Linked DNA regions of Ovis aries: region 1 is linked to region 2. A link is a contact called in public Hi-C data. All regions are on one chromosome and are shown on one strand. Each heading gives the region's core, a stretch centred on a gene start, on an enhancer-like site or on the middle of the called end of the contact. The rest is flanking DNA. Distances are from core to core; before and after follow the strand shown.

The links. Hi-C and Micro-C count contacts between places; a contact is called where the count stands out from the background.
Region 1: a Hi-C map of muscle shows a contact between it and region 2, with 2.6 times the contacts expected there. The contact joins the promoter of CDNF here to the promoter of FAM107B in region 2. A contact is called at or near these places in 3 of 16 Hi-C or Micro-C datasets (hypothalamus, muscle and skin fibroblasts).

Annotation. Positions count from the first base shown.
Region 1 is chr13:28,832,995-28,839,211 of ARS-UI_Ramb_v3.0, reverse strand. It overlaps CDNF (cerebral dopamine neurotrophic factor), which reads left to right and starts at 3,362. Exons shown (of 4, transcript XM_004014237.6): 1 at 3,362-3,579. The coding sequence starts at 3,465. LOC101108674 (heat shock 70 kDa protein 14) reads right to left here and starts at 3,076. Exons shown (of 14, transcript XM_027976658.3): 1 at 2,943-3,076; 2 at 1,773-1,853; 3 at 1,618-1,700. The coding sequence starts at 2,999.
Region 2 is chr13:28,636,870-28,642,641 of ARS-UI_Ramb_v3.0, reverse strand. It overlaps FAM107B (family with sequence similarity 107 member B), which reads left to right and starts at 3,845. Exons shown (of 5, transcript XM_042230569.1): 1 at 3,845-3,991.

The DNA.
Region 1 (6,217 bases), core at 2,113-4,612, 200 kb before region 2:
CCAGAAAAGCAAGCTAAAGTTGTTCTCACTAATACAAAGCTTTTTGCATAATATGGCAGAAGACATCCACATCTTTATTTCCACCACCTGCCCCCAAATATCAAGAAAACCCAAAAAGGGCTCCCAAAGAGATGCACCTATAGAACTATTCTGAATTTTGACAGTGTCAATGCCAGTACCCTGGTTGTGATAGTGTAGTATAGTTTTTTCAAGATGTTTCCAGTTGGGAGAAAATGGTTAATCCAGAAATAGATTGGATCTCTCTGTATTATTTCTTGCAACAATGTAAATCTATCATTATCTCAAAATAAAAAAGTTTAATTATAAAAAACATTATTGGCTGCTTACTTCCTGCCCTTTTTTTTTCAGTTTATAATTTGAAAAAATTTGACAGCAACTCAATTTATTTTCAATATGCTCAGTACTAAGTTTAGTCAACAGATAAATGGATATGGGAGTGTATGTATCTTCACAACAATTTGAATTCTCTCCAAAACACTATAGTTTTTGACTTAATCACAGATATTCTACAGAAAAAAAAAGAGCATCAAGTTCAACTTATCTAAATATAGGTAAGAGATAGTAAAAAAACAAAAAAATTTGTATGTATAAAATATATATATATATATATGTATATATATATATATATATATAAATTTAATCCATGACTTCCCAAACCTAAAAACAACACAAGGAAATTTCTACTTAAATTCTCACCTGAATAAGGTAGAAAGGAAAGAACCTGAGGTTAAGAATTAGGCGTCCTGGACCACAGTCCTGTAGAGTTCAACCCACTAAACTAATTTAGGGACACTGTAACTTCTGCGTGCTTTGACTTTCTTATCCAGAAATGAGGAGGTATAAAATCTGCCCTACCAATCTTACAGGGATTTCTTTGGATTAAATAATAGATGTGAAAGCACTTTGAAAATTTAAAAATACTATATTACATATTAAAACTCCAATGAAAACAAAAACCCATAATTTATAATTATAATTTGAGGTAATCTATAATTTGAGGAGACAGAAGTCTGGGGAAGCAGGCCTCTTTTATCTTTTAATTAAAGTTATAGCAGATGATTAACCTGATTCTTAAGACATTAATTAAGCTGTTTTCCCTAATGATTAAATGTGTAAGCCAACTGGAAAAGTTAGTTCCCAGAAAGTGTCACAAAGAGATCTGAAGAAGAAAATCAATAGCTTCTACATAAATATTCACCAATTACAACTGACTTCACAAAATTCAACTATAGTGCAAAGAAATCTTCAAATTCCCACTCAATCTCCCAGTTTAAAAAGAGTACTGTAAAAACGTGTTAAGTTCAAACTGCCACCTCTGAATGACACAAATTATCAAAACTAAATGCACACTAGCATCTACCAATACTAACAGACCTGTAAGTGAGAAGCAAATGTCTCCGTGAATTCCATCTTTCAGAAAATTCAGCACTAATATCAAAAGATAACAGCCTACTGGGGAATTCTGTGAAATGACTCAGTCATTAAAAACAGCAAAAAACACACTGGTGTTTCTAGTTTCATTTCAAATTATGCTTACATTCAAATTATAAACATGTTTTTTGTTACCATAGGTGAAAGTATTATTTTACTCCATACCTTCTGCCAAGGATCTGCTTGACTTTCATTACTGTGTTTGAAATATTCCTTATTCTACTTTGTTTTGCTGCCAATCCAACAACCTGAAAAAGAGCAATCTATTAAATATGTCATTTTATACTTATTTCAATGTACAAAAATGAGGAGAATGGTACCTCTTCATGTTTTGAGTAAGCAACAATGGCTGGAGTAACTCTGTCGCCTGCATCATTTGCAACCACATCAGCCCGGCCATCCTGGAGGTAAACACACAACTGTATTAGTTACTCTGAAATGAAATACATCGTCTCCTTAGATACATTCAGACATATGTGGAGCCCTGTGACTGACATATACATGGAAACAAAAACTGCTTTACTGTATTTCCTAGATCTTAAGAAGACCAGACTTCTACAACCAGCTGCCTCTTTTCAGTCTGTTCTGCATAGTTGATAACAGAAGAGACGTAATAATAACCTCGCTATATAAAATAACGTGTTAATACATTAACCTTTCTATCCCTTTTCCTTTTCCCTGTAAACGCTCATCCTTCTTCCCTCTTTTTACATATGATGAATTAACAACAATCCTTCGGCCTTTCCCTACAAATCATTTGACGTTTAACCGTGAGACGAGTATCAGGGCTGTCCCTTATTATTGTTCCTTCCGCCTCCCCACAGACGAGAAGCAGCCCTAAACTCCTAGTCACACACTCATTTCCAGAAAGGACAAGTGAATAGAGCACACACCATCAACTGGCTTCCTACGCTTCTCGGGTCCAGTTCCAGATCGCGGCCACCTTGCTCCTTCTCGGCAAACGTCCAGAAACCTCCGGGTACCAGACGCTCGGGTCCCCCTCCCGGCCTCCTGCGTCCATGAGGTCCCCAGGTCCGCCTTCCTCCTCTAGGCTTCCAGAGCCCAGGACGTGGCCGGGTCCGTCCCCACCCCCGGGGGGGACTCCAGCTCCCAGCGTGTCCCTGGGTCCTCCCCCCAAACCCCCGGGGCCTCCAGCGCCCAGGACGTTCCCGGGTCCGCCCCCGCCCCGGGGCCTCCGGCGCCCAGAAAGTCCCTGGGTCCGCCCCTGGGCTCGGGGGCCTTCGGAACACAGGATGTCGTCGGGTCCTCCTGCGCCCAGGATGTGCTGGGTCCGCAGCTGCCTTTCCTGAGGGCCGCGGGGGAAGAGGCCGAGTCCGCCCAGCCCTTAGCCCCAAGACTTCCTGCAGAATCGCCTCTTCGTACGACGTCCCTAGGCCAGCGACACGCCGTTCACAACCCCGCAGACCAAAGGACTTGGCCTCGTACCCAAAGGACGCTGCACCCGCAACCCAGCTCCCCGAGTCCCTCACCTTATAGACGGCCACACAAGCTGATGTGCAGCCCAGGTGAACCCCGATGGCCGCCATGAGGCGGCAGAGACGCCGACAACACTAACGGGTGGTTTCCCAGCAGCAACAGCGCCGGACCGCAGCACAGCCCCATCAGGCACCGCGGAGACTTCACGTTCCCGTCCACCCACTGCGCCCCGGCCCTCGCCGAGGCCGCCCGCGTCGCCGCCAATCAGCGTGAAGGTCCCGCCTTTTCTGTCGCGCAGTAGGCGATTAGCTATTGTGAGTCTCTCCCCGCCGGGGCAGCACCGCTTGAGCGATATTGCGCACGCGCAGGTCGAGGATGGGTAACGAAACGGCTCCTTCGTCCCACCCCTTTTTCCTGAGAGCCAATGGAAACTCACGGTTGAGTTGCGTCATTTGTCCTAGCAACTTCGGGTAGATTCATTGTATCCCAGGCTCTGCGCTGCTGCGTACTGCGGGCGGTACCCGCTCGGCTGTTCTTTTCGTAGGTGGCGAGGAGTTTGAAACTGCTGGCTCAGCATGTGGTGCGGCGGCGCAGCCGCAATGGTGGCCTTTTGCGCCGGACTTTGGGTCTCTAACCCGGGGCGGGCGCAGGGCCAGGAGGCCGGGGGAATCCCGGGCGCCGACTGTGAAGGTGAGCGGTGTGAGACCTGCTTGCATGGCGATGTCACCAGGTCACAGCGCAGCTGTTGTTAGCTTTGGCGTCTCCCAGCCTTGGCTATTAATAACATTGCACTCAGGAATACGGGCCCTGGCCCTGGTTTCTGATCGCCTTCGTCCAAGCCTAGGCAAAAGTTCGAGCTGGGCCCAGTGACACCTTCAGACTGCGTTCTTGGTCTTGCTCTATTAAACCGCCGCTGTCAAAGCTGGTGCGTTTAGATTTGGACTCAATTTTGTGCACACACGTCTAGCTGCAGAGGCACGTGCTGTCCTAACCGGCAACACTTGTAGTGCACAGAAGTCTTTCAAGTTCAAATTAGTTTGTAACTCCCAAAAAGACAAAACGTGACAAACTATCTGTAATTGAGGTGAAATGGCTTAAATCAGAGGACAGAATTAACATTTGTTAGGACTTCAAAGGGAAAAGGTGCTTTACAAAGGAGTGCTTTAACTGGTTAGAAAAAGGAATACAGAAGAAGGAGTCCTTTGCTGTTCACAGAATCTCCTCTGTGGACTTGGAGCTAGAATATATGGGTCTATGTCCCACTCAGCCTTCTGGCTCCAACTGGCACTGTAACTGGTTCTTGAAAAATCAACGTGATAATCCTATCTCAGAGGGCTGTTAACGAGATCAAAGAAGATAATCAGCTGTGCTAGCTCCTCCCTCTCTGGGTTTTCCTTGTGGCTCAGCTGGTAAAGAATCTGCCTGCAATCAGGGAGACCTGGGTTTGATCCCTGGATTGGGAAGATCCCCTGGAGAAGGGAAAGGCTACCCACTCCAGTATTCTCGCCAGGAGAATTCCATGGACTGTATCGTCTATGGGGTCGCAGAGTCGGACACGACTGAGCTACTTTGACTTTAAGCCCCTTCCTCCTGGGCTATTGGAGCACTTACCTCGTGTTTAATTCATTGAAATAATTACTTTAGATGTATATCCTTCACTCAGCCCTAAGCCTGAAAATCTATTCTCACATAACAGAAAATGGTAACCTCACAATACATGTTGAATGAATGGGTAACTACAGACTGTACCATATAAATGAATAAGTCTTCACTGTTGGAGTCCAGTTTTCTGTCGGCCCTGCAATAATTAAGCTTTTCTCCAGAAATTTAAAATACCTACATGATGTTATTATCAAACTTTAGATACAGGCATTTACTCAGCTAAATATCATAATTTTGTTTAAAGGTCCTGTATAACTTGGTCCTACACGTATAAAGCAGAACTTATAAGGGCATAAACAATTGATTGGATTAATCATCAGCAGTTTAGTTTCCAGAGTTTCTACTTACAAACATTTCAGAAGAGCCAGAACATATGGATTAATTAAATCTGAAGCTTCTAACTTGAATTTATTGCAGCATATTGTGATTATTAACCTGCATGTCTGACTAACCTGGGTGTGTGTTCCCCTTGGTTAACACTGTAGAATCATAGCGAAGGAAATACTGGTTTTAGAACAAAACGAAAAAGTCTAGATCTGGGTCTGTTTCTGCTTATGAGTCTTCATCATTAGCCAATTAACTTCCCATCGTAAGATTAAAATGCTATACTATACATAATGTAGAGCAAATTTCCATTCTTATCATGACTATTTTGTGGCATGGGACACCACTGATTTCTTCTATCAATAAAAAAACTGACAAAACATCAAAATTAATTGGCTGTCTTTTGAAATTGGGAGATGTCATATTTAAAAATTCAGATTCTGACTTATCTTGAAAACCAGGTTACCAGTCAAGACTAGCCCATCTGTCTAATTCCATATAGTGGGAATTAGCTGTGGCTGCTCTTTTCAGAAAGGACAGCCCATTGGTGCTTGGATTGGCTTACCCATTCATTTTATCTGCCTGAGTCCTGAGAATATTTAAGTTTCTGATTGTTTTAGGTCATGTGAAGCTTATTGAAAAAAAAAATATTTCTGAATCTCATTTAAAGGATAGTATTATGGGACTATTAAAATTCTTTTTTACTTTGATAATTATATATTCATATTCACTTATGGGACTAATTTTAATAAATAAAACCCTACAGCATAAGTAAAAGGAGTATGGTTATCTGGTTAAATACATGCCAGAATCCTTAAACTAATTTGTTAGTTGATTTATAGTGATATTACTCTCTTCATGTAAGCCCAAGGAATCTTTTCCATTCTTACTGTGACTTCTCTTTGCCATGGGACACCACTGACTTTTTCAGAAATTTTCTTCTCTCCCTTTTGGCCATGCCAGGTGGCATGCGGATGTTAGTTCCTCTACCAGGGATGGAACCTGCACCCCCTGCAGTGGAATGGTAGAGTCTTAACCACTGGATCACCAGGGAAGTCCTTAAAATTTCTTCTCTTCATGGCTATGATACTGCTTTACCCCTGCTTTTGCTTCCTGTCTCTGTGGTCATTTGTTTGACAGTATCTGAAAGTTTCTAATTCTCTAGACATGGCTTCAGTATAAGAATTTTCCAGAATTTTGCCCTCTGCCCTCTTCTCTTCTCAGTCTACACACTCTTCTGTGCAATTGGAATTGACCTACCCATAGTCTGATTAATCCCAAATGTTTATACCGACCCCATCTCCTTTCTGGAGTCCCAGATCTTGCATCCAGTTGACAACTG
Region 2 (5,772 bases), core at 2,596-5,095:
CCTGTCATGCCCTGAATATGGTCCAAGTGCTGTTGATAAAGGCGGTGGATTCAAGCATAAATATCATACTCCGTGTGTGTGCATGCCAGGTTACTCTGTCGTGTCTGAATCTGTACGATCACATGGACTGTAGCCCGCCAGGCTCCTCTGTCCATGCGGTTTCCCAGATAAGAATACTGGAGTGGGCTGCCATTTCCTTCTCCAGGGGATCTTCCCAACCCAGGGATCAAACCTTTGTCTTACTTGCAGGTGATTGCCACCCGGGAAGCCCCAACACTCTAGTCCATAACCCTTTTAAAATTAAAAGTCATTTCTTTTTGGTTGCTCTGGGTCTTTGTTGCTGGGTACCAGTTTTCCCTAGTTGCAGTGAGTGGGGGCTACTCTTCTTTCTGGTGTGTGGGCTTTTCACTGTGGAGGCTTCTCTTATTGTGGAGCATGGACTTTAGGTGCAGTAGTTGTGGCATGAAGGCTTAGTTACTCTGAGGCATGTGAAATCTTTCCCGACTAGGGATGCAACCCGTGTCCCTTGCACTGACAGGTGGATTCTCATCCACTGTACCACCAGGGAAGTCCTAGTCCATAACCTTTAAGTTCTTATTTCCGGGTTCCACCCACAGTGCCTTCAGGGGTCCCAAGCCAAATTGGATATTTGATCCTATCTGAATTAAGATCTCCTTAAGATTCTCAGGAATGCGAAATATAATAGAAGCCCCAAACCGTAGACTTAATGAATGAGTATTGGCGTCCTATCTTTTAATAAAGCTTTGACTCAAGAAGTGCAAAGTAAATATTTGATCTCCTCTTATTGTTTTTGGTTTAGAAGAAGTAATGGTTCTTGATACAAAGGTAAGGAAGAGGCTGAGAGCTTCTGGACATTAATACCCCAGTCTAGGGAATAAGCTGCATGTTTCTCTTTCTCTCCAGGGCAGGGAAGAGACTGCACGGTCACTTATCACATCTAGACACTTTGTCCATTGTCCTGGCATCATCAACGTTTGTCCAGGCTGCTTTGAGGGGACGTTATAGACTCACTGGTGGGTCAGTGCTTTTCCAGGGTTAGAGTCTAAAATTTAAGGCATCCTTCTGCTCAGGCTGCCGTAACAGTGGTTTAAACCACAGACACATTTCTCACTGTTCTGGAGCCTGAAAGTCCAAGATCAAGGTGCTGGCAGAGTTGGTCTCTGCTGAAGCTCTTTCTGGCTTGCGGATGACTGTCTTCTGGCTGTGTTCTCTCATGGCCTCACACACACACACACACAAAGACAGAGACAGAGAGACCTCGGGTATCTCTTCCTTTTCTTAAAAGGTCACCAGTCTTACTGGATTAGGTCCCCACTCTCATGACCTCGTTTAACCTTCCTAAAGGCCCTATCTCCAGACATAGTCACATTAGGGTTTGGGTTTCAACATACGAATTTGGGGAAGACATAATTCAGTCCCTAACATTTCTTATATGCCAGACACTAGGTTAAGCAGGAGGCTATGTATATCTGTGAAGATATGTATATCTATCAAGTATAAACTCTGCTCAAGGAGGGCACATATTTATAATTCGTGCACTAATTATAAGATCATACTAGGTATGGGGGATGCAGAAAAAGTCCATTCAGTTTGAACAAGTTAGGAAGTCTTCTCAGAGGAACCTGGGTTTCAGAGAGGAGAGGAGCTCTTGGGGGTTGGGGTGGGGAGGTGTGCTAGGCAGAGGGGAGGCATGTAGAAAAGCCAGCAGGTGACTGATTCTTTCATGCAGTCCTCATAGTCACAAAATAGGGCCATTTAGCAAATATAGCACTCTGGCTGAGTGGAGCCATGGGTATGTGTTTGGAGGAAGTAGAAAGACCCCAGGAAGGTCATCAAGGTGACATCAAAAAATGTGTTGCTCTATGGGGTACTGTGTGAAGGAACTTGAACTGGGTCATGTAGTAGGAATTGGACATCCTTTAAAGGACTTTTTATTTTATTTATTTTTAATTGGAATGTAATTGTATTACGATATGTTTGTTTCTACAGTACATTGAGGTGAATCAGCTATGTGTGTGTGTGTATATATATATACATATACCCCCTCCCTCTTGAGCCTTGCTCCTGCCCTCCCCATCTCTCCCCTCTAGGTCATCACAGAGCACGGAGCTGAGCCCCCTGTGCTATATAGTAGCTTCCCACTAGCTAAGGGTTTTAAGAGCAGATTGGAACTTTGAAATTTCACTGGGGAAGCAATCTGGAGGAAAAGCATGTGTGAGATGGGAGGCTGGGGATATTGGGAGGCTACTGCTACAGGGTGATGACAGAGCCCAAAGGCCAGCTGTGGTAGAACCGGAGGGATGGGGGCAGGGAGAGCCATCAAGGCATCATGGAGAACTGAGTCCCATGTGGGCATGGGGAAAATCTAGGCCAGATCCCAGATTCTGGTTTCGTGACTGGTGGATCCATTGTCAAGAGCAGAGCCTACACAACCTAAGAACGGGAGAGAAGGAAGACTTGTGGGGAACAGAGTGGATAAAGTTCACACAGGTGAATTTTTGGGCTTGGAAGACACTGTCTCTCTAAATCCTGTGGCAAAAATAAAAAAACAAACAAACAAACAAAAAACAACAACAACAACAACAAAAAAAAATCCTGTGGCAGGTGATCCCCGCCCCCCCCCCCCCCACCCCGCTGCCAGCTGGCTTCAGAGCCTAGGGATGACCAAACTCTAAAGTGTTGTGACTTCAGAGCATCTTTGGAGGAAGTTATTGGTTCGTGTGCTCAGTTGCTAAATTATGTACGAGACTCTTTGCAACCCCATGGACTGTAGCCTGCCAGGCTCCTCTGTCCACGGGATTATCCCAACGAAGAATACTGGAGGGGGTTGCCATTTCCTTCTCCAGGAGATCTTCCCAACCCAGGGATGGAAGCGGAGTCTCCTGCACTGGCAGGTAAATTCTTTACCCCTGAGCCACCGGGGAAGTCCCAACTGGTTTACCAAAACCCATAATTGATATGACTTTTTTGTGTGATCATGACCCAAGCTGTTTTGGTCAGAAAGGTTTGCCCATAAATAAGTGCTTATTCATCTGCGGCCAAGAAAATTAAAATCTTTTGATCTAAAAGCCATTACCTGTTGTCTTTATTGTTTGTTACCCTGAAACAGATACCTCCCCCAACTTTTTATTTTTTTTAACCTGCTGTGATTCAGGTAGATTGTAATCTAAGAGTCTTAGGGTTGGTCAGAAAAGCAATTCGCTCTAAGAGAGCTGAGAAAAATGAAAACTTGAGAGGAAAAAAGAAAAGAGGCAAAACAAACCTTTTTCTCCTTTCCTATAAATTTAAATACCCTTTCATGAATGAGGAGGAGGAGTCTGAACAAATTACCCGGTCTCTGGATTTCAGGCCCTGGTTGGCCAGTAAATTTGTACAGTTACAAAACAAATCTGATTCCCTGTCCCTTTGAGTTTTCTCTGGAGACGTGTTGGCAGGACTTTAACGGGGAAGCTTGAATCCAGACAGCAGCAGCCAAACACTCCACAGTGCTTGTGCTTGCGGGGGTGGTGGTAGTGGTGGCGGGCTGTGTGTGTGTAATTTAATTTCCCATTTCCCTCATCTGGTGATACTCAGTTTTTTGTTCCAATACAGTATTCTCTCTCCTTCGAGAGTTCCCAAAGCGAACCAAACTAAAACCACAGAAGGAAAACCTCCGGAACCAAACCCGCTGACTTTTTCCCGGTATAGCCCTAGTGGGCCCCGGTCCGGAGCGCGGAGCTCCAGCCAGCGCGGCGGGGCGTGTCCGAGGGCGTGGCCTCGGCAACCTCGCCCCGCCCCCGCCCCGCCCCGCCGCTTAATTCGGAAGCTCCGGGCCGCGGGGTGTGAAAGAGCCGCCCAGCGCCGGACGGGTAGCAGCCGCCGTCAGAACCGCCGCCCGGGCCGCTCTCAGCTGTTGGGCCGCTGGGTGCCGCCGCGGCCGCCCGGAGCGAGCGCCGGGGAGGGAGCCGCGCGCCTTTGTGCGCGCGCCGAGGTGGGTTCGCCTCCAGCACTTACTTTGCACACAAAGACTGGGAGCTGAGGGGAGGCGGGGTGCCCGCCAGGGCTACGGCGCGGCCGCCCACCTTGCTCTGACCCCCGGCGCGAGGCTTTCCCGGGGTGGGAAGGGCCGCCAGGCTTCCCCTCCCGGCGGCTGGCGCTGGGGTGGGGGTCCTGGCGTGCGGGGGTTGGGGGGTTACGGTGCGCAGGGCGGTGGGCTTGCGGGGAGCCCCGGCCACCCCGCGCGGTGCAGGGGACAGGTCCGGGGTGCGGGGTCGGGGCGTGGCAGGGCCCGCGTGCGAGGAGTCCCCAGTGCCCGGGGGTGCAGGGGATACGGGGGGCGCCGCCAGGGAGGCGAGCCTGGGCGGCCGCTCCGCTCGGCTTATTGTTGCTTCCTCGGCCCTGAAAATGGAGAGACCCTGCTTGGAGGGATGCGCTGCCCACCGGCTGCGCCGCGCGCGGCCAGATGCCGAGCCCGGGGCGCCCGGCTCGCCCCTCGCAGCCCTGGCCGCCGCGGAGCCTCTGCCTGGACAAACAAAGGAGGGGCCGCGGGGGGTGAGGGGGGGTGTTGCGCCGCTGGTTGAAGGGTGATCGGGGCACTGTTTCCCAAACAGCCTGCAAGTAACTTTTCCATTTCTGTCTCCTCTCCGCTCCGCTCTTACTGCTCCAGTGAACCCAGTATGTTGGGTGGCGTCTGTACCCAAGGAGTCCTAAAATTTTGATTCTCATAACTCCTTCCCCGAGCATCTTCGGGTCCTCTCTGGAATAGCGTGGATGCCTCTGGCCAAGTTTTGACGAGCTTTATAGGGAATGGTAACAGTCAGTCCTTCTGAAATATGAAGAGGAATCCCATAGAGGATAAATGGCAGATCTTCTCTGTAGTAAGATACCATAGCCTGCCTTTTGCGGGAAGACTTGAGTCAGTGACAGTAGAGCAAAGTTCTTTGATGAGAATGAGTGTGATATTCAAGACGAATATAGAAAATTGGAATAAGGCCTGTTAGGCTTTATATTTTTAACTTGCCAACAGGTACTTAGTTTCTGTTCGGACCGTGTCCCCCTTTCATCACGTTGGAGATTTCAGCTGTACAAATTGCTTTAAGTTGAGATAGTATCTGAGGTGCATGTCTAGAGATTTCTTAATGCTAGTAGTTTCCAGTTTAAAGCTTTTAGGTGTAAAATTATATATGTTTATTAACAAATTGAAAAGAAACATAGGGAAAAAAGAGTCACTCGTACCCAACCACCCAGACATACCCTAGAATAAAGGCTTGTTTGCTTCATTTATGGCTTGGCAGCCCTGGTGTGAAGTGTGTGTGTGTGTGTGTGTGTGTGTGTGTGTGTGTAGATGAATGTGAATGAATGAAGGAGTTACTGATTATTAATCTTGACCACTGCCATTGGTCTAAAATATGATCTCTAATAACCTTAGTCTACAATAGTGTTTTGCCAACAAATTGTTTGAAATATATTTCCTTATAGCCTTGCAAATAACCACCTGTGCAGAAGGGGGAGGGAAGAAGTAGGAAAAAACAATGCAAGTTCCACTGAAATAGGAAAGAATGGACTGATGAAAGTGTTTAATGTACTCTGTTCCTTGGATTTCAGGAGTAGCTTTGGGTTGACTTTTTTAAAAAATAAAAGCAACCTTTCATTTTAAAAAATGTTAAAAAAATAAAATTGTGTTCTAAGATCCATGAAAAATTGTAACAGAAAAGAACTCGTTGTAGAATCAGGAATAGTTATGGTTTTGTAGCTGGTGACATGCTTGCTTCT